7 separate regions of the Mus musculus genome follow, and regions 1, 2, 3, 4, 5 and 6 are each linked to region 7. The links are chromatin contacts, called in public HiChIP or PLAC-seq and promoter capture Hi-C maps. All regions are on one chromosome and are shown on one strand. Each heading gives the region's core, a stretch centred on a gene start, on an enhancer-like site or on the middle of the called end of the contact. The rest is flanking DNA. Distances are from core to core; before and after follow the strand shown.

Region 1 (4,031 bases), core at 227-2,726, 1.4 Mb after region 7:
ATTTTCAATAATAGATTAGTACTAGAGGTATTGGGTGACCCACAGTGCATTATTATTCTACTCCAGACTGCTTCCTAACCACAAAAAATATTAATGTATGTAACCAACACATCTTCATTCCTGAAAATTATCAGCAGTATTCTTTTATTATAAGTTTTGAGTCAAATGGCCTTTTCACAAAATGTAACTTCCACTTCTAACAAGCTTGCCAAACAAAAACCTGCAACATACATGGTTTATTTTTCCAGTTTGGACTGGAAGGGTTGAAAAGGGCACAAATACTGAATTATCAGGTTTTATTTTAAAAAATAAAAAGCAATTTTTAAAGGTCAGATCAGATATGCGCACACGAGTTTTCCACGACACAATGTCAGAGATCCGGGCAAGTCTTTCCTGCAAGCACTAGGCTTAATTAAGCACACGTATGGAAATAGAAATAGCACTCAGTGGCTCTGCGGTGGAGGAAAAACAAAAAAACAAAAAACAAAAAGCTGATCTGGATATCAAGAGACCTTGGTCTTAGTTTTCTGACACTCCCAAGTGACCTTGGGGAAATCACTCTTTCTAGGGCTTGTCTGGGTAGATCATTTTTAAATCCCTAAAGAATACTAACTTTACTGGATTCGAAATACTTTCGAAATGACCCTCATCATTTCGGGGGGTGGGGGGGAGGACACCACAGGAAACAAGTTAATGGAGCAGAGGCCTGAAGTGCAAACTAGTAGTGAGGGAAGTAGACCCTGACCCAGAAGGCCTCCGCGTGGGATCAGGAACCAGACGTGCCCGAGAGGTGGAGTGAAGGTAGACTAGCCGGCTCCCGACCCCGGCGGGAGGTGGAGCGGAGGTTCTCGCGTGCATTGTCCCCGGGAGGGAGCCATGTTTCCTCCTCCCGGCACTCCCAGATGGCGGCAGGGAGCGCGGGGCTTCCCAAGCAGCCCGCGGGTTTGAAAAGCCAGCAGAAGGCCGATCGTAGCGAAGAATCGCAAGACCCGAGAGTCCTGACCCGCTGGGCCGTGGCCCTGCGACGCAAGCCTCGGGCGGCAGCCACTCAACACACACCAGAGCGACGGTTCCTGATCCGCGCCTTCCGCCGCGGCCCGCTTGAGTAGGGAGGCCGTGCGCAGACGCGGCCCGGTGGCGGCGGCCGTGACCACTGGCCTCCACAGCCCGGGCTGCGGGCAGCAGGCGGAGGCCCTCGAAACTCCCAGGCCTCGGGCCGGCCCTGCGCGGCGCGACCCGCTGCCTTACTCACCGTTGGCGCGCTTGAGGGCATTTTCCGGCCTCTGGAAATAGGCCGGCATCTTGACGGTACGCTCAGTTCACCCGGCGTCAGCGAACTCCCTAGTGGCCTGGACCGGGAGAGAAGGCGGAGGGGAACTAGCGCGAGCTTCCACGCGCCTCGCCAGCAGATGCCCGCGCCCAGCCGGCCAGAGACGGAAAGGAAGGAACCACGTGATTCCCTCGCGGCGGCAGCGCCGCCGCCCGAGCCCCGGATGTAGGAGGCAGGCCTTTGCGCATGTTCCGCCTTTCTCCGCGCGCAGGCGCGCTGGCGTCTCGAGCGCGGGCTGACGTGGCGCTGGGTGCCGAGCAGCGCGAGCTGTGGTGTTCTTTGGTTGCGGGAGGGAACCTTCGGGACCGTTTTCTCCGACCACCTCTGCCCCCCGCGGACACAGAGTGGGAAAGGGAAATTTGCGGTCTGATCTGCGACGAGAAAAGGCAGTGTCTACACAGTCATAGCCAAAATGACGTGCGCGGAAGCAGGCCGCGTTAGGGTCGCATCGCCTCTGCCGGGACCTCTCCTGGAAAGGTTGAAAATACTGAACGGAAGTGCTGACCCCGTATCGCTGGCCAGTGGTGTTCATCCCTGAAAAATAGGTCACCAGTCACTTGATTGACAAGGAAGGGGAGGGAACAAACGAATAATAAACAGAGTTATTTGGTATCCTCCTAGGGTTAGTGTCCCAAGGATTCCCGAAAGAAGGGGAGTAGAAGACCCAGGAACCTGGCTTGTATATTTGAAAATACGCGAGTGTCATCGATTTTTACATACAGCTCACGTCACAAACAAATATAAGAAATGTGTTGGTGAAGAAATGGCTTATTGCAAGCCATGTCTTTTATTGCTACCTAACAAATGTAGTGTTCACAGATTAATTACTATGCTTAGAGCTTGAAAGCCATTTAAACCGCGTCGAATTATTAGGCTCTTGGTAGGAAATTAACTTGAGTTCAGGGCTGTGGCTGTACAGTGGCTGAGCGCTCCTCTAGCACACACAGGGGCCTCCATAATCCCTGGCACCACACAAAGGTTCAGAGAAAATTCAGGAAGAAAAGAATAAATTATTGTAAGTTTATTACATATTTTACAATAGTATGGGACATGTGAGTTAATGAGATACTGTGTCAATGAATGAGGAAACCTTAAAAAATAAATAAAACCTGAGCGTGGTGAGAATCTACGCCTTTGGCCTTTGATCCCAGCACTCAGGAGGCAGAGTCAGGCAGATCCCTGTTAGTTCCAGGCCAGCCTGGTCTATACAGGGAGTTCTATAGACCAAAGCTACACAGAGGAAAACCTTTCTCGAAAAACAAATTAATGAGAAATATTTTAAAGCTATTTAAAGGTCTGAAGAGATACTAATCTTGCAGAGCACTCTAGTTCAGCCACATCAGACTGCTCATAACCACCTATAACTCTAGTTTTGGAGTATCTATCATCTCTGGCTTACCCAACACTTGCATTCACATGAACATACCCACTCAAAGATACAGGGCACACTAAAAACAATAAAAAATATGTTAAAGTTCATTTCAAGAGTTCTTCCTCCAGAATGCTTAGACCATGCTAAATCATGAACTTTCACCTTCCAAAACAAGTACCCGGACAGGATTGGTGTAAAAGAGCATCCAGTATTTACAAGCTTTACCAACTGTTTTATGGGCATGATCAAAGGGTTTCTTTGTGTATATTATAGTTAAGTCAAATTTTAAAAGCCAAACATAAAGAGCAAATAGTTCTTTCATGCAGTTTTTAATTACATAAAAATTACTTCATAGGCTAAAGAAAGACTCAAGCAGTAAAATAAAAAGAAACTTGGCCTAAATATCAGAAAAGGCTTTCTCACATTCTCGACTCCATTATCATAACAAAAAATAGTAAAATAGAAGCTGAAGAAATGGCTTAGCAGTTAAGAGCACTTTTTGCTCCTGAAGAGAGAATCCAGGTTTGATTCTAAGCATCCATAAGATGGTTTATAACCATCCATCCATAACTCTAGTTCTAGGATATCTTACACCTTTGACCTCTACAAGCACCAGGCACACACATTGTACATAAACATTCATAAGGGAAAATAGTCATGAAGGTAAAGTGTGTTTAACATTACCTATTTGGTAGGCCCACAGTCAGTTGACCACTAGAAAATTAAAAGAAGTGAAATGAAATATCCCTCATATTGATGATTTCCCCTTTGTGTTATTTAAAGCATATTAATCATCGGTGACATATAGACAATGATCACATGTGTGCATTAAAAAAATGAGTCAAATTAGTTATATACAGTGGCTGGTATGTAATCCAAACCACTCAAAGCCTAAGACAGAAAGATTGCTTGAACCTCAGAGTTCAAGAACAGCTGAGCAGCAAATAAGACACCACCTCCAACAATTTACTTAGAGTCTGGTACTCATTTTTTTTTTAAGATTTATTACATGTAAGTACACTATAGCTGTCTTCAGACACTCCAGAAGAGGGCATCAGATCTTGTTACAGATGGTTGTAAGCCACCATATGGTTGCTGGGATTTGAACTCAGGACCTTCGGAAGAGCATTTGGTACTCTTAACCACTGAGCCATCTCTCCAGCCCCGAGTCTGGTACTCTTTGTTAATGAAAATAATAATGCTGATTATCGGGGGTAAATACATTCCTCCAACAGGCTTTTGGTACCAGCTAGCAGCCATAATGTTGAGTGTTAGAGATATTAAAGTCTCAATGCTTCATTTCAAAGAATTCGTGAGTCCCTGGTAAAA
Region 2 (3,972 bases), core at 1,219-3,718, 1.5 Mb after region 7:
TCCATTTCCCTCCATCATTTTTAAAAAGATTTTTAAAAGTGTGTCCACACATTTTCTGATTATCAGTAGCACTGAATAACTATCTTTGTATCTGCATATTAAGGGGGAAAGATTTCTTCAGGGATTTTACTACATCCAAGCAGAGGTAACAAAGGATCGGTGGCTCAGTCATGGAAACTTAGGTCCCAGAATCCTAGCAAGGGGTGGTGAGAGAATGAGGAAAGGACAGGTACAGAGATACACATACAGTGAATTCAGAATCAGGTGGCAGTCTCTAATCTCCATACCCTTGAACCTCAGTATATCTGTTAGGTACAACATTGATGAAGGGGATATCTAGTCTCTGTAGGAGGTTATCTCTAGGCCATCAGTCTCATGCTACAAAGATCAGGGAGCAGGAAGATGCAATTGCTAGAGATTAATGGCTCATAAACATTCATAAGGAAAGGTTTTCCCTCCCTCTTAAGCCTATCTCATAAGGATAACAACTTTGCCAAATTCCCATGTGCCACCTGGTCCTGGAGTCTTTGACAGAACTTTCTCATTTCAAAATACACATTCCCTCAGGACTTAATTCATTTGGTGCTTTCTTCAATCCCTAAAATCCTGTGTGTGGAATGATGGACCTTGAAATTCAGCTCTGACCTGTTGCTCAAAGACAGCTTGGTATATTCCCTAAAAGTAGCATGCTGGAAGCATAGTGCTGTGGTACAGGTCTGAAATTCCTGCTATTTAGGAGTTTCAGATGGAAGGATTTTGAGTTCAAGGCTAGCTAGGGCCAATTAGACAGAGCTATTTTAGCAACAACAAAAATATAAATTAATGGTTTGCACTTTTCTATTTCTGTAGACACTGTTAATCTTCTTTCCAAAAGGCTTCATTCATTATATTTTTTTACACAATTAAACTCAGTTTCCAGAAAATCATTATGAACTGCCACAAAATCAGAATGCAATTGCAGTGATGCTGTTATCTTTCACATTAAATCCTAGTGTAAATGTATCTTTTATTCGCCTGTAGTAACTATCGGTGGTTTGCTGCCTCTGTCTGTTAATCTGGGCCTAGTCCTGGAAGCTTCTAGCCTCTGTACAATCTTATCTCTGCCTAGAATGTTTTCAGCCTCTGAGGCTTACTGCTGAATAAGCTCACCTTTTCTAGTTCTTTCTGAATTCTGGCTAGCTAGTTCAAACTCCTCTACAAGCTGACAGATTCTGGCTTCTCCTGAATTGCTCTGTTTGGCCTAATACTAACTTTGGCAGTATGTTCTAATCTTCTGGCTCCTTCTCATTTTTTGGCTCAGTCTGTTTTCACCTGTGTCTAGCTTGTTCTCTCTCTGCAACACATCTCTGTACAACTGTCCCAGTAAAAATTCTCCCTTCCTTTCTCTCTCCACTGCCCCTAAAGTAGCTTCCTTTTCCTCTCTCTTCTTGTGAGAGTTGGGAATATCCTGTTCTGTCAAATCTTTGATTTCACTTTGTCTACCACTCAACTAGACATCACTTTTAAACATGGGAGCTTCCTTCTACAAACTAACCTTCCTTGTTTGGGTTTAAAGTGTTTACTAAGGGTGTTTCTGAATTCCAGCCAGAGAGATTAAATGTGTGTGTTAAGGGCTGAGCTACACCACAAATAGAAACAGGTTTTGGTTGTTGTTGTTGTTGTTGTTGTTTTTTCTAGTAAATAATACAATCTTGGAGATCACAGTGTGATCAAATGTCCTGCAACATCCTAGAGCATCCTTATTATAAATGAATTCTGTATTTTAACTGTTACATGCTTGACCTCCACACCCTCTAAACTAATGTATTGAAATCCTGACTTTCAAGGTCATGACTTTAGGAAGTTGAGTCTGGGAAAGAATGCTGACCCTGACTTGACCCCTAGCCTAAGAACAGGGCCAAGGAATGGATTCCCACCAATCCCCGAGCTAGTCCTAAACTCAAGATTTGAAATCCTACCAATATCCACCCTGGAAAGCCCAGTCTCCCAAAAAACCCTGTATAAACCCTGTCTTTTGCTCAGTTTCCTGCTGTATAGAGGCTGCTGCCCCTCCTGGATTCACCTCCTCCCCCTAATTAAATCTCTTGCGTGAGGTTTGTTGTGTGATGTGACTTTGTGCTTTTTGGCTCCCAGGATTGGAGGCTCCAAAGGATTGCCAGGATACCTCTCAGAGCAGATCAAGCTGGGGACATCATCGCCTGCCAGAGCGGTGCTGTTACACTTGGATTGGGGAAACTAACATTTCTATAGGGGACCCTTTCCCTCCAGAGCAGCAACACATATTAGGTCTCCAATTATTTGTCTTTGTAATCAGTGAACGGACACTTCACTGGAGATCTTTAAGGTACTAGACAAACGAACAAGGACCTAAGCGTAGAAAGGCTGCAAGAAGGAAGTTTGGCCAGGAGAGGGAAGCCTGGGGCGGCACCTGTAGTGCCTGCTGCACCCTGCCGGAAGGGACGGGACTTGTTATGGGCGTGGCCAAGAGGAGGGGTGGGACCTGCAGTGCGGAGCCCAGGGTAGCGGCGGAAGATGGCTGCGGTTGTGGCAATGGACACCCAGCTGATGCTCGGAGTCGGGCTGATCGGTGAGGACGCAGGCTCTCTGTCTGCCAGGCCATGCCGCAGCTCCGCCTGGGTTCTGGGATCCCCCGGGCTGCTTCGCCAGGGAGAGGCTAGACTTGGGCCGAGGACTTCGGCCTCCTCCCGCCGGGGCTGACGTGGGGCCTGCGGGCGGGCGGGCGGGCGGGCGGGCGGGGCTCGATACTCCCGTTGACCGCCTGCTTTGGGACTATGGGTTGGAGAGCTAGGGCCCGGCTGCGTTTGTTTGCGGCTCCCCGGGAGTATGGGTGACACCCAGGGAGCCCCGAGTGCCATTGGCAGGACATGCCAGGAACTGGCAGAACCGATGTTGAAACCCGTGCAGGGTCATCCCGAGCCCCTACTCCCACGGTAGAGAACTTCGTGTCAGTTGATCCTGATGGCTCTGGAGTTCCTTCTTGGTCACATATGGGACCCCAGCTACTTAATAGGAATTCATATGGAGGAAATTCATAGGTATCTTTTATAGTCCCAACTGTGCGTGACCGTTGGCAGCCCAAGCAGGTGGTAGGTGATAGCAACGCGCGGCACGAATGAATGAACCTTTATGAATTCCTTTGAATAGTCTCTCTCCTGAGGTTCTAATTAATACAAGTAGGACACTACTGTTCCTGGCAGAGTGCAATCGTGTTGCATAGGCTTACCAAAGATCTGCTGTTATTATTTTTCAGGAGCTCAAAGAAGTGTCTTTATCTTGTACTCGCTTTTTCTTTTTGTGTAAAATTTAAATTTTTTTGGTGTGAATGTTTGCCTGACTGTATGTTTGTGCACCTTGTTTCCCAGTGGAGGTCAGAAGAGATCATCAGATCCTCTGGACCTGGAGCTCATATAGGTGCCGGAAATAGAACCCAATCCTCTTAAAGAACAGCTAGTGCTCTTAACCGCAGAGCTATCTCTAGTCCTCTTGTATTCATTTCTTCTTCTTTTTTCTTTTTTTCTTTTTCTTTTTTTTTTTCTTTTTTTGGTTTTTCGAGACAGGGTTTCTCTGTATAGCCCTGGCTGTCCTGGAACTCACTTTGTAGACCAGGCTGGCCTCGAACTCAGAAATCCTCCTGCCTCTGCCTCCCAAGTTGCTGGGATTAAAGGCGTGCGCCACCACCGCCCGGCATCTAATGTGATTTTTAAATTGCTTGAAAACAAAACCTATGTACCTCAGGCATCTTGGACCTGTCAGCACTTCAGAATTAAGACTGAATTAAACTGTGAAGATAAAAATGACTTACAAATGGCCAGGGGTTGATGCACACCTTTAATTTTAGCGCCCAGGAGCCAGAGGCAGGCAGGTTCAAAGTCAGGTCTACAGAGTTCCACGACAGCCAGGGCTGCACAGAAAAACTCGTTCCCAACAAAACAAACAAACAAAAACAAAAAA
Region 3 (3,558 bases), core at 1,005-3,504, 1.7 Mb before region 7:
TAGGCGAAGCAGAGATTTGGTGTGATCCTTATGTGAATCCTTTCATATGAATTTAATGTATTCAAGTGTATTCGAAGGGTACTATTGAGAGGAGGCCTTTGGGGCTGCACGTTCAGTGTACGGTGAATGATTACAGTGGTCAGATGGCAACAGATGTGTGTTTTTAATGGGCAAACCCTTCACTCAAATACACGCCCCAGTCGGCGTGTGGCTGAGCTGTGAACTCTCTTGTTAGAGAGACAGACTCCCGTGTACCCTTTGAATTACCTTTATTCACGAGAGGGATTAAGAATTGACCACTTTCCACACGTCTGAAAGTGACACTACCTTAGACGTGAGAAAGATGTAGCTGACTTTAAACTTCAGCTGGTAGGAAGAGAAGAAGAAAGGAAAAGCCAAGGAGATTGTCCACCAACAGAGGATCCTAAAGGGTTTGGATTTCCTTTTCCTTTTTCTTTTTGTCACTGCAGTGAAAAGGAGTGGCCTCTAACAAGATCCTCTTAACTCTGCCCCCCTCTTTCTGAAGAACACCAGAATGTGGAAAAGGTGGGAAAGTATGGGGCAGGCCAAATTTCAGGCTCTACAGGACATGGCTCACACTATTGTGTCCCGGAAATGGATTTTTTTTTTTTTTTTTTTGTACAAGTGAGAATCAGCTGCCTTTCTTCTTTTGGGAAGGAGCCTTTTTTTTTTTTTTTTTTTTCCAGGACTTTTGTTTTCCTCTTAAGTCATTGCTGAGGTATTTGCAAACCAAGCCAGCCAGCACTTATGTTTTATTCACCAAAGGAGAACAAAGCAGCTGCAAACAGAAGTGGGCTGATAAACATTGAAAACGCACACAAGTTAGAGGACTTGATCCGTTTCTGCTACCAACACGCACCTCAGCCTTTCTCATGCTATTCCCTCATCTGCGAAATGGGGTTAATAGAGGATTTTCTCTGTGAATTGGGATGATGGAGATTAAAAGAGATGACGTGGGTACATTATTCCCAAAATAAACTCGGAGTGAATCTTAACAATAATATTATGACTGTGGTTACAACCAAAACTTTTCTGCTCCAGCTGTCAGAAATGTCTGGTGAGTTTCACAATCTTGTTCGTACCGCCTGCTCCTTGGTGGAGCTCCAACAACTCTCGAGGGTGCTTGCCTGCAATTTGTGCACAGCTTCCTCTCAAGGGTTCAGCTAACAGGCCCGTATAGAGAAAAGTAGAAGACATATCTCAGCTTATGCAATTAAATCTTGGAAAGTCATCTCAAGGAAGAAATAGATGCCGCTGAAAACGGGAAAGGGCCCTTTCTGGAAATCACTTCTGCTTTTCTGAAGGAAAAAAAAAAGCCCCGATGTCGCAACATTTTTCAAGAGAGAATAGTGTCCCAGACGAAGGAGGAAACATAGACAAGAGAAAAGAAGATTTGGTGAGGTTCCGAGGCAGCGTCGGGAGGGGTGGCTCTCGGAGCAGTTCTTTGTTGGGCATGAGGAGCCCCGATTGGGCGATAAAGAGCCGCCGCGGCTGAGGTCGCCCCACGGGAGCAGCTTCGCGCCCCATGCAGCCCCTCACCCCACTCCGCCCTGTCCCTGCACCCCATAACGTGGTCAGACCGCGGTGCCTTTAAGACTTTGCTGGCTGCACATGCTCAGCTCTTTGTGTGTAGTTGGGAGTTTTTAAGAAAAAAAAAAAAAAGAAGAAGAAGAAGAAACGTGCAGGAGACTCGGGGAGCGCTGGGGCGGGCGCCTCACTTTTGCAGCCCGCGGAGTACAAGGTTGCCTTCCTGCCGAGGCCCCGAGGTCGGAGTGGGTTTCTCCTCCGTGGGCTCCGCGGCGCGGGCCACACCTGGGGACGCACTCCCAGCGGTGCCCGCCGGCCGGGTGGGCGCGCGGGGGAGTCCCAGGTCCCCGTCAGGGGCCGGGCGAGACCACCGCGCCCGGACCGAGGGGGGGGGAGTGGCCACGAGAGTGCGTACGCACAAGGCTGCGGGGACGTCTCTCCGCAGTTTGGGCTGCGACCGCGGCCACAGCAACTGTGTCTGGAGGACGGAGGGAAGCAGGCTGCTGCGGTATCTCAGGCTAGCAGGAGTACCGCCGGGTACCGACAGCCGCCCTCCCCTCCCCGCGTGCTCCTGTTGGACGCGCCCATCTCGGGGGCTCCCGCGCGGCCCCGCCCTCCCGGGCGAGCCTCGGCATTCGGCGCGGGGCGCGGGCGAGGCGGGGCCGTGCGGGTCCCCTCCCCCTTCCCGCCCGGTCCCCTCCCCCTCGGGTCCCCTCCGGAGCGCGGGGCGCCGCCGGCTCTTCGCTCCGCTCCCGGAGCTACCGTGGCTGCAGGGTTCGGCTCGCCGAGGACAAGGTCAGGGGAGCGGGCGGCGATGCCCGAGTGTGACTGGAGGCAGCCGACCGGAGGCCGCCGCGCCTGGGATCCGCCGCTCCGGACCGGTCAGCGGGACGGGGGTCGGCGCCGTTGAGGAGCCGAGGAACAGCAGCGGCGGCGGCGAGGTCCTCTGCGGCCGGGATCCCCGCTCAGCGGCATCCCCGTGCGCTCCCGCGAGCGCAGCCCCGCCGAGCCGGGACGCCGAGGAAGATGGAGCCGGGGGTCCGGGCCCGCTCGGGTGCCCCGCAGCCGGCCTCCCCGGTGCTGTGGAGGGCTCGGCCGGCGGGCGGTGGGGGCGCCTCCTCCTGGCTGCTGCTGGACGGGAACAGCTGGCTGCTGTGCTATGGCTTCCTCTACCTGGCGCTCTATGCTCAGGTGTCCCAGTCCAAGCCCTGCGAGAGGACTGGCTCCTGCTTCTCCGGTCGCTGTGTCAACTCCACCTGCCTGTGCGACCCGGGCTGGGTTGGGGACCAGTGCCAGCACTGCCAGGGCAGGTTCAAGTAAGTGCTACCGTGGGACCCCAAGCCTCAGCCCTGCCCCGCCAGCGTAGCTCCCCGCCCCGCTCTGGCCTCGGGGTCCCCGGGAGGGGGCCCTACGCTGCGCCCCTCCAGCCTCCGGGTGCCCCGGGGAGCTCCAGCAGGCGCCCAGCCCGGGCTGACTCGGTGCTTTCCGCATGTCCTCAGCGGCTTGTCATCCTCTGCGCAGAAAGAATGTTCTCACTCCAATTCGTGCCAAACTCCGCCAATTAGGACAGTATCTGTTTCCATCAGAAACGGAGGAAATAACTCATGAAAAATCCATGAACATTGTGAGAAGTCAGAGGCGTCAGGGTTTAAAGTTGTGGCCCAGCTCCTTCCCTGTGCTGTTCCTCTAGTCAGAGAGCACGCCTCGGTTTAGTAATCGTCGAGTGTGGTAAATAGGGTTTACAATGGGCAAACTACGATCTGTACCTTGTTATAAGTTTCTAGGTTGGTCCTCTCACCCATTTCCCCATAAGTCTATAACTTACTGGAATTTTACGCCTTCTATCCAGAACCTACAGAGAGAAATCCAGGCAGCAATTTAAGTTAACTCGATCAAGGTTATGCAGAAAATGCTGAGTCGTGATTCCAGTCCAGCCAGCTTCACTCCAGAATATGCATTTAGAGGTGTTGGGTTTATCAGGACAGTCATGGCTTTGTGTGACTTTTGACA
Region 4 (3,819 bases), core at 43-2,542, 1.5 Mb after region 7:
ACTTGCATGACGAGCAACCTGGAAAGAAAAATGCTTTCAATTAGGAAGGCTTTCCGAAAGGGTGACTGAATTCTGCCTTGCTGCTGTCATCCTTTGTTAACGACCCTTTTCCCAACGAAACAGATACCAAATCAAATTAAGAGCATGGGTTGAGTCTACAAGAAAATCATAAGAATAAAGCTTCAAGAATAAAAAATCTCCAAAATTTCAGGAAGGCTAGGCCAGGCTGAGTAGTTGTACCCTCCCCCACCTGGAGCTAACTGCTGCATCATGTAGCCACATCAAGGTTTTTCTCAGAAAAAGTCCCTTCCAGGCTCTCAGTCAAGGAATAGGGTGAAGTTCATGCACTGGGAGTGTTTGGCCCAAGCTCAAGGTTAGTAGTGTTTGCTCAACTTTGATGTCCAACATGGGACAGGAAATTAAGGGCTGAGCCCGGCGATGAGAAAGGAGAGGAGGATGGCTGGCAAGAGGACAGACAGTAGGCTGCTACTAGAGAACAGCAGATACCAAGGCAGAGTCCAGCCTGAGTGTGGGAGTAGAAAGAGGCTCCTGTTACTGTTTTTACTCCCGTTACTTTGTTTATACTCAGACTTAAGTATGAGCCCACAGCCATGTCGAGATGTAGGAAAAACTAAGGTTCAGAAATGTGAAGTCAAGCCAGACAGCACTCCAGAGGCAGAGGCAGTCGGATCTCTGTGAATTCCAGACTAGCCTGAACTACAGAGCGAGTTTCAGGATAGCCAGGGGATACACTGAGAAACCCCGTCTCGAAAAACCACACACACACACACACACACACACACACACACACACACACACACACACACACACACACACACGTGTATCTTGGCCAAGGTCATATTTGGTGACAGATCCTAGAACACAGTAGTCAGCATACTGGCCTCAAAAGTCAGGCCTGGGTGCTTTAGTGAAGAAACAGCAAGGGGACCATCAAGCACAAGGACTTGTTGGAGAGCACATCACCCACGGGGATAGTGTAAAGGCTGTCCTGCGCAGGGGCTAGGGCCTTTCTAGCCGCAGGAGGCCTAGAGGTCCCCGAGCTGAGAACTCCCTCCCATAGGAGCTAGTGGGCAGCAGACCTAAGGGTGCGCGATCCGGTCCTGGAAACAAGTGCGGGCCAGAGTCGCTGTTGTGTCATGCGCCTGCCCAGCTGCCAGCCACTCACCGAGGACCAGAGCAACCTTCCCGCAGCTGCCGCCATCTTCAGAGCACGCAAGAGGCACGATAGGCGGAGATACCGAGGAGTAGCCGGAGCACGCCGGGTGTGCTTCTGCCTGGGGCGTGGCTTCTGCTCCGGGCTTCCCTATGAGGGCGGGGCCTCAGCGAGGCGGGGCTTACGAGGAGTGGGTGGAGGAGGGGTGTGGTTTATGCAAAGAGGCTGGACCTGGGTGTGTGGTTGTGACTTAGGGGAGAAGCCGTAGAACCACTCCTTCCAGCTCAGGGGGAAATTTCCCTTTGACCTCCTGAATACCTGAATGCTTGGATTCCTATTTATGGTACCGACGTATAAAGATCAAATTCAATTTAGGAAGTAGACACTTATTGACATTTCCTGTTGATTTTGTTTCGCTAATTTAGAGTAGTAGAAAGTGTCTGTCTGTGAAAGAATCCAGTTCCCTTTCTATCTCAGGTGGGATCTTCTGCCTTCTGCATTCAGTGGAACAAACTTAGTTATCTGAGTTCTTTAATAAGCTAAGCGACTTAGGGACATCAGAGTTTAGTGTGCTTGAAAACCTTTGATATTGTGTGGGGGCGTTCATTTGGCCTCTCCTCAAAATTGGGATAATTGGGACACATTTTAAATCAATTTATTTGTTAACGCAGATACCAAGTAATGATTGGAGGGCACGGTTTTGAAGTACCACATCAAACACAGAATAAAATTCACATGATAACCACACTAAATGCCATGTCTAAGCTGGTATTTTCCAAGCACTGTTCTGTTACTAATATAGTTTCTCACATCTGCATATTATCTAAATAATATTTTCTTTATGCTAGCTCATTTTAAAGTGCAAATAATCTTATGGGAAAAGAAATGTTAAGTAGGAAATAGTTAAACTTCTACTTATAACAGTATAAATAGAAGGGAATTAAAAATAAACACACTAGTGCAAAATACTGCAAAGTTCCAGCTAGATACAGTTATTTGCTGAAAGTCCGAGTTTTGTTGAAAAGAAAGAGAAGGTGGTCAGAGGCATTCATTTGTAGGTCAGATGATTGAAAGAAACCTAAAAACATTTTGAGTTTCTCATACTGAGATCTGATGTTATTATTTATTTATTTTGCTCTCTACTATATCAGAAATATTCATAAAAGAAAAAAATTATAAATCTAGCTGTCCATGAACCATTAGCTGCTACACAGTGTACCTGTCTTGTGGAGAAAAAAAAAAAGCCTTATACCTAAAGAGACATCTCAACAAGTTCCTCACAGCACTTGCCTTGAACTTAACTGGTACCCAGTGTATGTGTTTGGTGTTCAAGTCTGTGATGGAATATAATTCAGACATAAAAAAGGATGAAGGCTGAGCTTGATGGCTTATACTTGTAATTTCAGCACTTGAGAGGCTGAGGCAGGAGGATAGCCAAGAGTTCAAGGCCAGGCTTTGCTACAGATTAAGATCCACTTGAAACAAAACAAAACTCTGAAGTGTGATAGCACAGGTCACCTTCTTGCCTGTACTTGCTTCTTCTTCTTTTTTTTTTTTTTTAAGATTTATTTTATTATTATTTATTTGTTATATGTAAGTACACTGTAGCTGTCCTCAGACACTCCAGAAGAGGGAGTCAGATCTCGTTAAGGATGGTTGTGAGCCACCATGTGGTTGCTGGGATTTGAACTCCTGACCTTTGGAAGAGCAGTCGGGTGCTCTTACCCACTGAGCCATCTCACCAGCCCCCTACTTGCTTCTTCTTAGTACTGAGGTTACAAGTGTACTCTTACTCATATTACAAATATAGGTAGAATTTGCTTTTGGAGTAGTGAAAACATCATGTGATTAATGGAGCTGAGAATTATAGAACATTAGATAATGGTAGGTTATATCTCTAAGAAACAAACATCTTCAAGAGGTACAGAACCTAGAACTCCATGCAGCTGAGCAGCTAGTGTTTGTGGTGGCTGAAAGCAGGCTCAGCATCAATTACTTGCCACTGTATGAGACAATGATCTCAATTTAATTCTTCCTATTTTCCATCACACCAAGGGTGTTTGTTTGTTTATTTGTTCAAATTCACAGAGATCTACTTGACTCTGCTCCCAGGTGCTGGGATTAAAGAACCACCATGCCAGGGGACATTGAGGGTTTTAAAAGTTTCACTGCTGTATCTAGAGTAAGGAAAAGGTATGTGACAAGGACAGGCCAGGAGTTTTCTCTGGGCTTAGATTAAAAGACAAAAAACAAAAATGAAAACAAAAACCAAAAAAAAAAAACCCAACTACTTTTAATAAGGGTTCTTAAACGCTTCAAGCCCACCATCCAAAGGTAGGGTTGAAAAGGGTTAGGTGGTAAAAAGGACAAGGGTATGTGGACCTGTTTAGAAGTATTTGGGGGGCTATTCCAATCTCTGATGTCAGGATACCAGCAGTCCAGTTCAGTCCAGTTCAGTCAGGACACCAAACACGAATCACATAAGTCAGCGGGAGCGACTAGGACCAGCTGGGACTCCTGGAAAAGTTCTCTGCTGCGTGTCTCTCTCAAGGAAGTGAAGATCAGCAAAGATGAAGACTCTGAGACCAATGAATCATTACAAAGCTGGCAATGCAAACTCACCATCACTGTCCCATTTATACTCT
Region 5 (3,851 bases), core at 870-3,369, 1.8 Mb after region 7:
GCAATGGACAGTTCAATACATGACTCTAATGGGAAATTTAAAAACTCTGTTGTGGTACAGCCTTTTAAGTAAAGAACTTGGGAAGTTTAATCAAGAGGAAAGCAAGGTCATTGCCCTGGGGAGCAATGTGACCTGAGTCAACATAGCTTATCTCAGAAATATTTTTCTAAAAGGCTGAAAATGAAGCTGTCCTAGAATAAACATGTCTTCCCATGGAGAAATCACTGTACACAAAAAAGTTTAGTTAAGAAAAATGTCTTTAATGACAGGATGCATGCAGTGCTGGCTAATGTTCAAAGAGGAGGCAGCAGAGAAGAGATTTTACATTCCACATTTGCTGTCACCCTTAAGTGTCTTTTAGGTTCAGGCCTCAGGTTATGTTTTGAACAATTTAAATATGGACTGGAGTCTGCAAGTCTAGCCACTTAAATGGGAGATTTACACAGCAAAGATACTAACATAAATATTTAAGTATACCAGGATTTCTCTGTGTAGCCCTGGCTGTCCTGGAACTCACTCTGTAGACCAGGCTGGCCTCACACTCAGAAATTCGCCTGCCTCTGCCTCCCAAGTGCTGGGATTAAAGGTGTGCACCACCACTGACCGACCAGCAGATTATTCTTGAGTAACAAGGTTCTAAGTGGAAGATCCCTGAGGATGAAAAGGATAGGAAAAGTAGAAGGTAGAAAGTATAAAAGCTAGGTATGGGAGGTCTCACACAAACTATGTCTTATGCTAAGTAAGCTTCTTAAGAATAGCATCTTGTATACTACTAACAAGGGAAATGGAAAAAAATGGTAGACTTCTATGAAATCAGCAGCAACTATCATACAATGGGACAAACTCAGAAGGTGTCTAATAAACAGCGGTCCAAAGCAGGACACAGGGTATCTCAAGAACATTACTGACAGTGGATTTAGGACTGATAGCCACAGTCCCATGTGGTAGGAAGAGTTGGTTCAGGATGTGAAGCAACCCCTCCCAGAGCCCCAGACCACTAACAGTTCTCACAAGCATATCCCTTGCTTTAGAGGAGCTCTATTTTATTCTCAATTCATCAGGTCCTTAGGAAAAACTCTCCAGGTCCAGGCCTCAGTCTGCTACTGGCTCTGAAAAGCATGTTCCTGGGTTTCCTTCTCCATATCTGAGGGCCTCATGGAAAGCCTTGCTTGATTAAGCTAGCCCTTGACACAACAATGTTTTTTGTTTTCAAATGGTTGTCACCTGGTGTAGTCTTGCCTGTGTGGCAGAACTATGGTTTTCTCAAGAAGAAAACTGGGTCTTTATGGCACACCAGGCTTTAATGTTGGTTGTGACCATGTAATGCCTCCTTGAGCAGTTTGCTAAAGGCCTGCTCTTTTATATGAGGATGGGCTTAGTGGCTAGTTGTAAATAAGAGGTGTCTTCTTTGCTATGGTCTAGAGCCAAATTTCTGGATAATCTTCGTGAATAAACATGTGTATCCTAGTATCCTAATCTCTAACAGGTCTGGTTAGCACACTACTTATCTGTGGAGTGTTTATAGCAGTTCTCCCTGAAGTAAATTCTACTATCTCCTAAGCATTGGTAGATCCTTTACATCATCAATTCTACTCTTCTACATCTCAGCTTAATATTGGATTGCTACCCAATGCATGAGATGCCTTTTACAACCTCCACAAACTTAAGTCCAAATGGATCTTACATCTAAATATTAAATGTAGAAGACAAAAGGGAAACTAGGGCTCTCCGAGTTTGGCATCCTGCCAAGGATGTTTCTACACACAAGTCCCAACTCTAAAAGTTTTGCCCAGTCACAGCTCCCATAGTGAAGTTATTCAGTGGCTACCGCCGGATCCAGGGAATGACTATGACCACAAGGGACCTGACAGGTAGCCGCATCTGGCTGACACTTCCCACCTAGCCCCAGGGAAGACCCACCACAACAGCTCCCGAGGCTCAGCAGCCTGCTCTTCCCCATTGTGGGCAGTGACCCTGTGCTCACCATGTCGCGACTTCAGAGCGTCCCTCACAGTACCCAGTAGCAGAGTTCAGAGTACATCACACAGAAACCTTCAAGACTGCTCAGTCTCAGAGCGGAACTTGCTGCTCGACACCCGGATGAATCCTCCTCCTTTTCTGACTGGCAGGTCCATCTGAAGCCTCTGATTGGCCAGTGAGTCTTGTGTGACTTGAGCACCTCCCTTAGGGTAAGAGCGTGCTGACGTACACAACTTAGAAGTTCCCGGTTCAGGCTTCCAGTCCAGGGCAAAAGGTTTTCCAGATGTGCAGAGATGTACATTTCAGTAGCACTTGTGCCTGTCCTCCAATATCCTACCTGTCTGTCTTCCCACCCAGCCCCGCGGGAGGAACCACCACTCCAGTTTCCGCTGCTCAGCCACCTGCTCCTCCCTTTGTGGCAATAGATCCTGCACTCACTACCTTGCCACTTCAGCCCTTGCTTGAACTCCCCTCAGTACTCCGGAGGCACTTCCTTCTTCCTCCTGGAATAGCCTTTACATAGCCCATTACTCAACTTGCAGTAGAGTTTTCAATCTGGTCCTCAAGTGGAAGGATGCCCAGGGTATTAACAATTAAAGAGAGATTTTAGGAAATAAGATAATAAGATGTTTAGGTAAACTGCAGCAGCTATTTTTCACCTGGTAAGTATGAGACAACGCTGGGGGACAAAAGCAAGAAATAGATGACAAACACTATGGAGCACTATTGTTAGCCAGCACATCTTCCTCCTTGGGAAGGTGGAAAAAAACTGACTGATAGTTACCTGACCCTCGGGAAAGTCCCAGGTAGAGTTCAAATACCTGTCATGCTTGCTAGCCAATAGGTTTAAAGGTCAATATGCTTAGCCAATAAGGTTGAGGTATAATCTTGCTGGTGTAACCTGTGCTCCTAAAAAGTATAAAAACTGTAATGGCCATTTGGGGTCGCCTTCTTATTAACTCGTCTCAATGCTCTGGAAAATAAACCTCTTGCTTTTGCATGGGGTGGTTTGGGTGGGAAAGAAGTCCTCTTTGAAGATGAGCTCCACTTGTATAAGGTTGATAATAAAAACAAAATAAAAAAGCTCAACAAGAAGAAGAGAAAAACCCAGCATGTTGTTTTCTGACATTTCCTGTACTTCAATTCTCCTAGAAAGAGTGGGGCCAAAAACTTTCTGAATCACGTTGGGCTGTACTTAAGGACAATAACGCATTCACACACTTTTCTCCCATTTAATTTATCCTAGACATTGTATTCCAGCAAACCTTCAGAGGGCAGTGGGGAAATTCCTTTCACCCCTATCATATTCTACCCTGCCCTGCTGCACATCAGCTCAGTGGCTTACCAATGGCAAAGTTTTAGTGCAGTTTAAAAAAAAAAAAAAGTTCAGGGGTACAGTGTTTCTGAACAAAAAGAACTGCACTAAGTCCATTATAAGACACAAAATAGCTTTGAGAATAGGTTTGATAATTTTTTATAAAGAAAAAAATTTAAGATTTATTTATTTATTTATTTATTAATGCACATTTAGTACACTGTAGTTGTCTTCAGACACACCAGAAGAGGGCATTGGATCCCATTACAGATGGTTGTAATCCACCATGTAGTTTCTGGGAATTGAACTCAGGACCACTGGAAGGGAAGTCAGTGCTCCTAACCTCTGACCCATTTCTCTAGCCCTCAATAATGTTTCTTAATGAATCCATCCTATAATTACAGGGTAAATCAACACTTGCTTTCAAAACTTAAACAGTTGTGAAGCCATTTAATAACAACTAATATTTCATTCACAGTTTGTCAAGCTTCTTGTGCATGTCTCATGCTGCCATGTTTAAAAGAAGAAAAGATGCCTTTACTTCCATGAAAGTTGT
Region 6 (3,541 bases), core at 820-3,319, 1.9 Mb before region 7:
AAAGGAGGTGCTATGTTCTACAAGTGGGTCACTTCATCCAGAGGGTTTTGGAGACTGGGTCAAAATAGAAAGTTTAAGCCAACAATGTGAAATGCTTTATTAGAAGCAGACTGTCTTAATCAGTGCTTTGTTGCTCTGAAGAGATACCATGACCACAGCAACTCTTGTAAAGAAAACATTTCATTGGGGCTAGTTTACAGTTCAGAGGTTTAGTCCATTATCATCATGGTGGGAAGTATAGCTGCATGCAGGCAGATATGGTGCTGGAGAAAGAGCTGAGAGTCTACATCCAGATTAGCAGGCGGGAGGGAGGGAGGAAGTGAGGGAGAGAGTGAGGGAGAGAGTGAGGGGGAGAGTGAGGGAAAGGGAGAGGAGAGGAGAGGAGAGGAGAGGAGAGGAGAAGAGGAGAAGAGGAGAAGAGGGGGAGGGGGAGAGGGAGAGTGAGGGAAAGGGAGAGGAGAGGAGAGGAGAGGAGAGGAGAGGAGAGGAGAGGAGAGAGATGAGGGAGAGGGGAAGAGGAGGAGGGGAGAGAGGGAGAGGGAGGGAGAGGGGGAGAGGAAGAGGAAGAGGGGAAGAGGAGGAGAGGGGGAGGGGAAGAGGGAGAGGAGGGAGAAAGACTAGGAGACTGGCTTGAGCATTTGAAACCCCTCCAAACCCACCCCAGTGACACACTTAGTCCAACAAGGCCATAGCTCCTAATCTTTGTCAAGTAGCACCACTCCCTTAATGAAAAAGCATTCAAATCTATGAGGCTGTGGGGACCATTCCTATCCAAATCACCACACAGTTAGAGAACAGAGAACATAGATTAGAGGGTAGCAGAAAAGAGATATGGTGGGGGTGGGGGAGAGGGAAGGAGAGATGGCAGACTGTCTTAGTCAGTCTGAAATATAATATTAAATAAAATGACCTGTGAGTTAAAGGCTTGTCCAATGTGTAAGATGTTGGCTACTTTAGGAAATTAGAGCTTGATTTTTCTAATGCCCAGAATACTCTATCTGTAATGATTCCTCTGACATACATTTGTTGCGTGAATGGTAGACGTGTAACTGGCATCCCCTGACTGGGATCATTAGGCAATGAGGCATCATTAGGGAAGAATGTTAGCCTGGCAGAGCACTATGAGAAAGAATGGCTGTAAGGCAATGTGGGGAAACAAAGAAGACAAAGTGGCTATCCCATAATAACCACACTTCCATTTAATGCATTTGGGGAAGAAGTAAAAGGATTTTTTTTTCCTCTCTTAGAGGGACAGCCTAATGCGAGGTCTGCAAAGAGTTTAAATATTAATTTAAACCATAGGCGTTTTTGTTGTTTTGGGTTTTACTTGTTTGTTTGTTGAGATAAGGTCTCAGTATGTTACCCTGGGTGGCCCGGAACTCACAGAAATCCACCTGCCTCTGACTTCTAAATGCTGGGATTAAAGGCATTCACTGTAGGGGGCTAGGGGGAATTTATGCTAGAGTGAGTTGGTAAATCCTGATCGGACACATTAGTCAAACAATGAATTTTGATTGTTGGTCCTTGATGTTTTGTCTCAGGAATGAGACAGTGGCCAAATAACTGAATGGACCTTGGGGCTAGCTTTAGGAATGTAACCTACAGTTTAGCAGGGGAGAAGGAAAAGGGGAAGAAGAGTAAAGCCTGTTGGTGCCATGTTTGCCATGCCTGTTAGAGAGCCCTTCATGCACCACCACGAATGGATCAACCATATATAGTTTTTGATTCCTATAAAGGAATAGAAACTCCAAAAGAACATTAACATTTTTTTTAGAACTGTCAAAAACTGCAGTCAAAAATTCAAAATTCATACACACACACACACACACACACACACATGCAGGTTATGGGGGGGCGGTACAGAAAGGAAGTGACTCTACCTCAAATACACAAATTAGGTGTTTGCGTTGGATAGTTTACAGCGGCAACTCCAATGTACCTCTTCACGACTAAGAGCATTTGGTAACAGAGATATTAAAGGTTCCAGCAGAACTCCGAGATGCCAGAGCAAGCCATTGGCCTATACCGAGCCTATGGACTACAATTCCCAGAAGGCCTTGCAACACATCGGTGTCATCTCTGCTCGCCTCTTGGCCCAGGCCGTGAAAGCATGGCAGCTGCAGAGGCAGAGGTGGTTTCACCTCTGATTGTGGACACAGCTCCTGACACTTCAGGAACAGCCGAGGCCTCTGTAGCAGCATCGGTGGCGGAAGCGGCCAGGACTGAATCGCAAGCCCCGGCCTCCAAGGCCGCCCTGGCTGCTAAGCTCATGTCGCTGAGCGGCGTGTTCGCCGTGCACAAGCCCAAAGGGCCCACTTCAGCCGAGCTGCTGAACCGGCTGAAGGAGAAGCTGCTGGCAGGTACTGCCGCCCGGGTAGGGACCAGGCTGAGGAGTTCTCCACCACACTGGGATTTTTATCTCTAGTCTTTCTTCTTTTACTTACTGACTTACTTTGTGCGTCTGTGGCTCAAGATAGAAAGAGTGACCACCGAATTAACTCTGGACGAAAACCCAGGGCATCTTAGGCTTGGACTTACCCAAGTGCACACTCTTTCAACAGTGGCCCTTTGAGCTTCTCACGGGAAGTACGTGTAGAGTTGGGGGACCAGTCTGCATATACAGGTTTTCACCCTGGTGGCTGCAGCCCAGTTTTCTGTAGTTTGATCCCTCCCAGGGTTTTTGTTTAACTCTTGCGAATGAGTACCACCAGAGGAAATGCAGGCTCTCTACCCCTAAGTTGCAAACTTAAAAGTTTATTTGAAAAGCACATAGGCTGAGTTAGCTAGGATTTAGAAAGGACACCACTTTCACCTTTTAGTGGGCACGGTGATTCGTCTTCTATACAAATGCAGGTTCCTGATCCCCACACTTGCAGACCCTGAAAGTCTGAAGATCTGGGATTATTTTGGAAATTGTGCTCTATTGCTTCAGATTGTGCTTTCTTTCTTCTTCTTTTTTTAATGTAGTATTTTTTGAGGAACATTAAAATAGAAGATGGCCATTTTTCTAACCATTCTTCCTCTTGATCATTTATAACAGGAGCATTAAAAAGCCAAAACCCTTTAGTTTTGTTTTGCGTGTGAATGTGTATGCAGTGTGAGTGTGTGTTTGTAGGTGAGAGGTGATGTTGGCCATCTTCAGACATGGCTTTCCATCTTGTGTATTGAGCCAGAGTACCTCACTTGAACCTAGATCCTGCCAATTAGGCAAGTCTGCCTACTCAGCTTGTTTTAGGGACAACTGGCTAGGAATCAGGGTAGCATTCAGTGTCACCCTCGTGTTTATAGGGGTGCTGGAGATCCAAGCTCTGGTCCTCACTATTGCTTGGCGAGCACTTTACCCTGTGAACAGTCCCCACGGAGCCTTTCTTTTACTGGATTCTCATGTTAAGCTGCATCTGTGGAATCCTATAGGGACATAGGATGAACAGTGGCCGCCTCTTCCCTTAAGTCGGCTTACAGTCTTGTGATCTCTGCAGTTCCAGATTCTCCAGAGCTTCAGCTTAGCTTGTCTTGTTACAGGTACAGAGAAACCTCTCAC
Region 7 (3,618 bases), core at 474-2,973:
TGCATCACATAAAGCCAGATACAGAGGAACTTTAAAAAACTTCAAATCACTGTCTTTAAAATATTACCCACAAGGTGACTTGGAGTATTGGGTTAAGGAACAGCCACCGGGAGTAGACACCTGAGAAGTCTGGGTCTGTTTGTGGTGAGGAGCCTACTTCCCAAGGGCAGATGACAGTTACCCCAAATTCACAGAGAAGACCACCTGGCACCGGACTCAACTCCTCCAAATCACATCCCTCTACAACAACCCGTGCCTCTGCCCGGAGAGCTGCCAAGGCCCGTGCCACACAGAAACACCCGGGATGTGAGCACGCCCTTCAGGTCTGCAATGTGCCCAGGAACAACTTTTCCACGTGGTGCAGGAGATGCTGCAAAGGCAGACACAGCCGCTGCCTTCCGGTTGCAACAACCACACACAAGTGTGTCTCAACAGACCCAGGAGAGGCACTCACTGACTGGCCAGGGACAAGGCGCTCAGGCCTCCAGCTCCCTGTGCTGCCTTGGCAGCACGGGAAGTGCCCACTACCCGCCTTTCTTTGCTTGGGGGCCTCAGTCCAGGTGGAAGCAAACTGCAGGCCAGGGTCGTGCTGGGAATCTGCCTTGGCCCTTCCCTGGCTAACCTCCCCCGGGTAGCCTCGGCTCCCCTGACCCTCCTCTCACCTGATCTTGTAACTGGGCAGGGTGTGCTTGCGCTTGATGATCTTCTTGAGCTGGTTGACGATGATGGAGGTGAGCTGGGGCATGGGCCGCCCCTCGAACTGGGAGCGCACCTCGAAGTCAATCAGCGGGTCCTCCACGAAGGAGAAGAACCAGTGGGTGAAGGGCACGCGGGTGAGGACGAAGCGCAGCCTCCCCACCACGCGAGACAGCTTCACGAACAGGTAGGCGGACTTGCCAAACACCAGGTCCACGTCGATGGCCAGGTGGAAACCGCCGTTGTACTCCACCTCCGCTTCAAAGGCCAGCTCCTCCGGGCAGGTGGCGGGCAGCGCGTCCCCGTCGGGGTCGTCGGGCTCGCCGGTGCCCGAGGCCACCACGGGCCGCACCAGCCGGATGGTCTTGATGAAGGGCACCGTGTCGCCCAGGAACACGTCGCGCAGACTCAGCCCCTCCAGCAGGCGGCCGGCCGTCTTGGTCTGCAGCAGCTCCTCGAACTCCACCTTGATCTTCTTGGTGACCCAGCGGCGGGCGAGCGCGGTGTCCCGCAGCTCCCGGAACAGGAACAGGATGGTGGCGTTGAGGAAGTAGCAGGTCTCCAGCGTCGGCGGGGCCGGGCTGTCGGGGGTCGGGGTCGAGCTGGCGCCGGCCTCGGAGGAGCAAGCAGCGAGCTCCTCGGCGCCGCCGCCATAAAGGTACTCCCTGAGGGGCAGGCCCGGCACCGGCTTAAGGTAGCGGAAGCCGTCGCCCGCGCGGGCCGCTTCGTCCGCCCGCGGCTCGGGCTGTCTGCGGTAGAGTAGCAGGAACTGTGCGAGCAGCGTGAGGAACGAGCCCAGCACGGCCGACGCCAGGATCAGGAGCAGCAGCCCCATCCCGCCGCCCCCGCCGCAACCCTCGGCCTGCTCCCGCGCTCTCCGCGCCGCCCTCCTCCTCACGCCGTCGCCCCCGCCGCCTCCATCTTGAGGACATCGGTCGCGGATGAGCGGCTCCCTGGGCCCGAACCGAGCGTCCGCAGTCCGACGCTGCCTGGCGGCGCCTTAGCCCGCCGCGGCCCCGCGCCTCCTCAGACGCTCCCCCGGGGGCGGCCCGAGCGGCGGACCGGCGGCGGGCGAGGGCGGGAACGGCGCCTCCCCACAGAGCCTGCGCTCATTGGGCGAGCGGCGCGTGACGTCAGAGCGTGCGCGCCCCCGGCGCCGGGCGCCCCGGCGCGCTTGGACGCGGGTCCTTTCCCACCTCTCGGCGCGCTTCCAGCGCCGCTCCCCCCACGCCCCTGCATTCCTGCCGCCGGCGGCGCGGCGATCCGTGCGTCCGTCGTCTCCGGAGGGCGCGAGATAACGGAAGGAGACCTGGATAAGTCGGGCTGACGGGGCCCGGCGCGGCCGTCCGTTATTCCGCGCCCATCCCCCGCGGCGGCCGTGGGTCCTGCCGGATACCTCTGTGGCGACCGCCCAGCATCCCTCAGTGTGTTGCTGCCTCCCCTGCAGGGCAGCGCCGCAGAGAGCCTGAGCACAGGCGGTTGGGACACTGCCCGAGCCGGCCAGAGGACAGACTGCATCAGGGATTGCCATCGCTAGCCCGCACAGACCGGCAGACCTGCATCCGCAGAGAATGGGCCCCGAGAAGGGACCAAGCGGAACCGCGAGAAGGGGACTAACTTTCCTACCTTGGGGATTTCAATTTAAGTGAGAAAGAAGTTTATTTGAGGTCTGGGAGGAGTGGGTGAGCTGAGTGAATTTGCCAGCATATTGGAAGGTGTCTTAGCGACTCCATTCAGATTGTTCACGCCCCCCTCCTCCCTTCTTTCCTCTCTGAGGGCATTATCCGGAGTCCATCCCTCAGGCCATTACTTTTAGTGCCTACCAATTTCACAGAATAACCCGTGGTACCCGTGGCATAGTAAAGAAATTGCTTAGGGGTCACATCGTGGGATCCTAAGTCCTTGGTTTCTACTTGGCATAATAACACGGAGGATGCTGGAGGTTTTTTTTGGGGGGGGGGGTTGTTTGTTTGTTTGTTTTTCGAGACAGGGTTTCTCTGTGTAGCCCTGGCTGTCCTGGAATTCACTGTGTAGACCATGCTGGCCTCGAACTCAGAAATCCACCTGCCTCTGCCTCCCAAGTGCTGAGATTAAAGGCGTATGCCGCCACCGCTCAGCTTAGCTTTTTGGTTTTGAAAATAAAAAATAATAAAAATTTAAAAAGCCGATCAGGGATCAGGTCCCAGTTGCTCCATAAAGGAGAGTTGGAGATGCAGAGACTGGGAAAAGTGGAAGATTTTGCAGAGGGTACCAATAGAGCCAGAAGCCTTTGTGTTCCCTGGCAACGGTGTTTCCTCTGGTGCTTTCTGACTACTCAGTTGTTACATCACAGTTTTTATCTGTCCTCACCGACACAACTTGTCTAGTCCTAGGGAGGTCAGGTATTCCGCTACTAAAACCCTCGTGGATTCAGGCTGGCTCTTGAGACATCAGTACAGGGATCCTTTCTAGTCTTGACTGGGTGATTGGAGCCTTAAACCAGAGTTCTGACCCAGCTGAGCCAAGTATAGAACTTTGGAAGCAAATTGATAATGTAATGAAATCTTATCAACCAGATTGACTGAGAAACACCTAGGGAGGCCTAAATGTGTGTCTGGGAGTGTCTTTGAGGGCATTTGCCCAAATGATTTAGGGCCTGAGGACTGGCTTAAGGAATGGATGTTTTATGGGTTCATAATATGATGATGGCATTATTGGAAGGTTGTGAAAGCAGGGAGGGAGGACCTGGCTGGAAGAAGCGGGTCAGTAGGGCAGTGTCCTTGGGGATAGGTCCCAGCCTCTTCCTACACTCTTCTGGATTTCTGTTGGTTGGGAGGGATTGAGCTTACCTCTGCTTTGCCACGCCCTCCCTGACTTGATGGATTGACACCTCTGAAACCATAAGCTAAAAATCAATCCTCCTTTTAGTTTGCTTATATCTGG

Evidence for each region. Promoter capture Hi-C pulls out the DNA fragments that hold promoters and counts their contacts. HiChIP or PLAC-seq counts read pairs in DNA pulled down with a chosen protein or histone mark. Capture Hi-C pulls out chosen DNA fragments and counts their contacts.
Region 1: an H3K27ac HiChIP or PLAC-seq map of extraembryonic endoderm stem cells shows a contact between it and region 7, with 15 times the contacts expected there. The contact joins the promoter of Eif3a here to the promoter of Pdzd8 in region 7. A contact is called at or near these places in 10 of 39 promoter capture datasets (the 3T3-L1 cell line, 3T3-L1-derived adipocytes, the C10 cell line and 7 more), 3 of 484 Hi-C or Micro-C datasets (CD4 T cells, erythroblasts and pre-B cells), 7 of 115 datasets of contacts at active chromatin or transcription factors (T-cell acute lymphoblastic leukemia, acute myeloid leukemia, embryonic stem cells and 4 more) and 1 of 9 other capture datasets (adipose tissue).
Region 2: a promoter capture Hi-C map of adipose tissue shows a contact between it and region 7, with 2.5 times the contacts expected there. The contact joins the promoter of Dennd10 here to the promoter of Pdzd8 in region 7. A contact is called at or near these places in 2 of 39 promoter capture datasets (erythroid cells and pre-B cells), 1 of 115 datasets of contacts at active chromatin or transcription factors (large pre-B cells) and 1 of 9 other capture datasets (adipose tissue).
Region 3: a promoter capture Hi-C map of pre-B cells shows a contact between it and region 7, with 2.5 times the contacts expected there. The contact joins the promoter of Atrnl1 here to the promoter of Pdzd8 in region 7. A contact is called at or near these places in 1 of 39 promoter capture datasets (pre-B cells), 1 of 484 Hi-C or Micro-C datasets (embryonic stem cells) and 1 of 115 datasets of contacts at active chromatin or transcription factors (microglia).
Region 4: a promoter capture Hi-C map of embryonic stem cells shows a contact between it and region 7, with 5 times the contacts expected there. The contact joins the promoter of Prdx3 here to the promoter of Pdzd8 in region 7. A contact is called at or near these places in 5 of 39 promoter capture datasets (the 3T3-L1 cell line, cranial neural crest, embryonic stem cells and 2 more), 1 of 484 Hi-C or Micro-C datasets (CD8 T cells) and 3 of 115 datasets of contacts at active chromatin or transcription factors (embryonic stem cells and thymic regulatory T cells).
Region 5: a promoter capture Hi-C map of embryonic stem cells shows a contact between it and region 7, with 3 times the contacts expected there. The contact joins the promoter of Zfp950 here to the promoter of Pdzd8 in region 7. A contact is called at or near these places in 1 of 39 promoter capture datasets (embryonic stem cells) and 1 of 115 datasets of contacts at active chromatin or transcription factors (pro-B cells).
Region 6: a contact with region 7 is called in a promoter capture Hi-C map of pre-B cells, with 2.0 times the contacts expected there. The contact joins the promoter of Trub1 here to the promoter of Pdzd8 in region 7. A contact is called at or near these places in 2 of 39 promoter capture datasets (liver and pre-B cells).

Annotation. Positions count from the first base shown.
Region 1 is chr19:60,789,217-60,793,247 of GRCm38.p6, forward strand. Eif3a (eukaryotic translation initiation factor 3, subunit A) reads right to left here and starts at 1,477. Exons shown (of 22, transcript NM_010123.3): 1 at 1,253-1,477. The coding sequence starts at 1,301.
Region 2 is chr19:60,809,087-60,813,058 of GRCm38.p6, forward strand. It overlaps Dennd10 (DENN domain containing 10), which reads left to right and starts at 2,469. Exons shown (of 9, transcript NM_026437.4): 1 at 2,469-2,587. The coding sequence starts at 2,533.
Region 3 is chr19:57,608,780-57,612,337 of GRCm38.p6, forward strand. It overlaps Atrnl1 (attractin like 1), which reads left to right and starts at 2,255. Exons shown (of 29, transcript NM_181415.4): 1 at 2,255-2,864. The coding sequence starts at 2,575.
Region 4 is chr19:60,873,246-60,877,064 of GRCm38.p6, forward strand. Prdx3 (peroxiredoxin 3) reads right to left here and starts at 1,293. Exons shown (of 7, transcript NM_007452.2): 1 at 1,187-1,293; 2 at 1-18. The coding sequence starts at 1,222.
Region 5 is chr19:61,138,721-61,142,571 of GRCm38.p6, forward strand. Zfp950 (zinc finger protein 950) reads right to left here and starts at 2,120. Exons shown (of 3, transcript NM_001001737.2): 1 at 1,985-2,120. The coding sequence starts at 1,987.
Region 6 is chr19:57,450,837-57,454,377 of GRCm38.p6, forward strand. It overlaps Trub1 (TruB pseudouridine (psi) synthase family member 1), which reads left to right and starts at 2,070. Exons shown (of 8, transcript NM_028115.3): 1 at 2,070-2,360. The coding sequence starts at 2,111.
Region 7 is chr19:59,344,057-59,347,674 of GRCm38.p6, forward strand. It overlaps Pdzd8 (PDZ domain containing 8), which reads right to left and starts at 1,724. Exons shown (of 5, transcript NM_001033222.3): 1 at 663-1,724. The coding sequence starts at 1,531.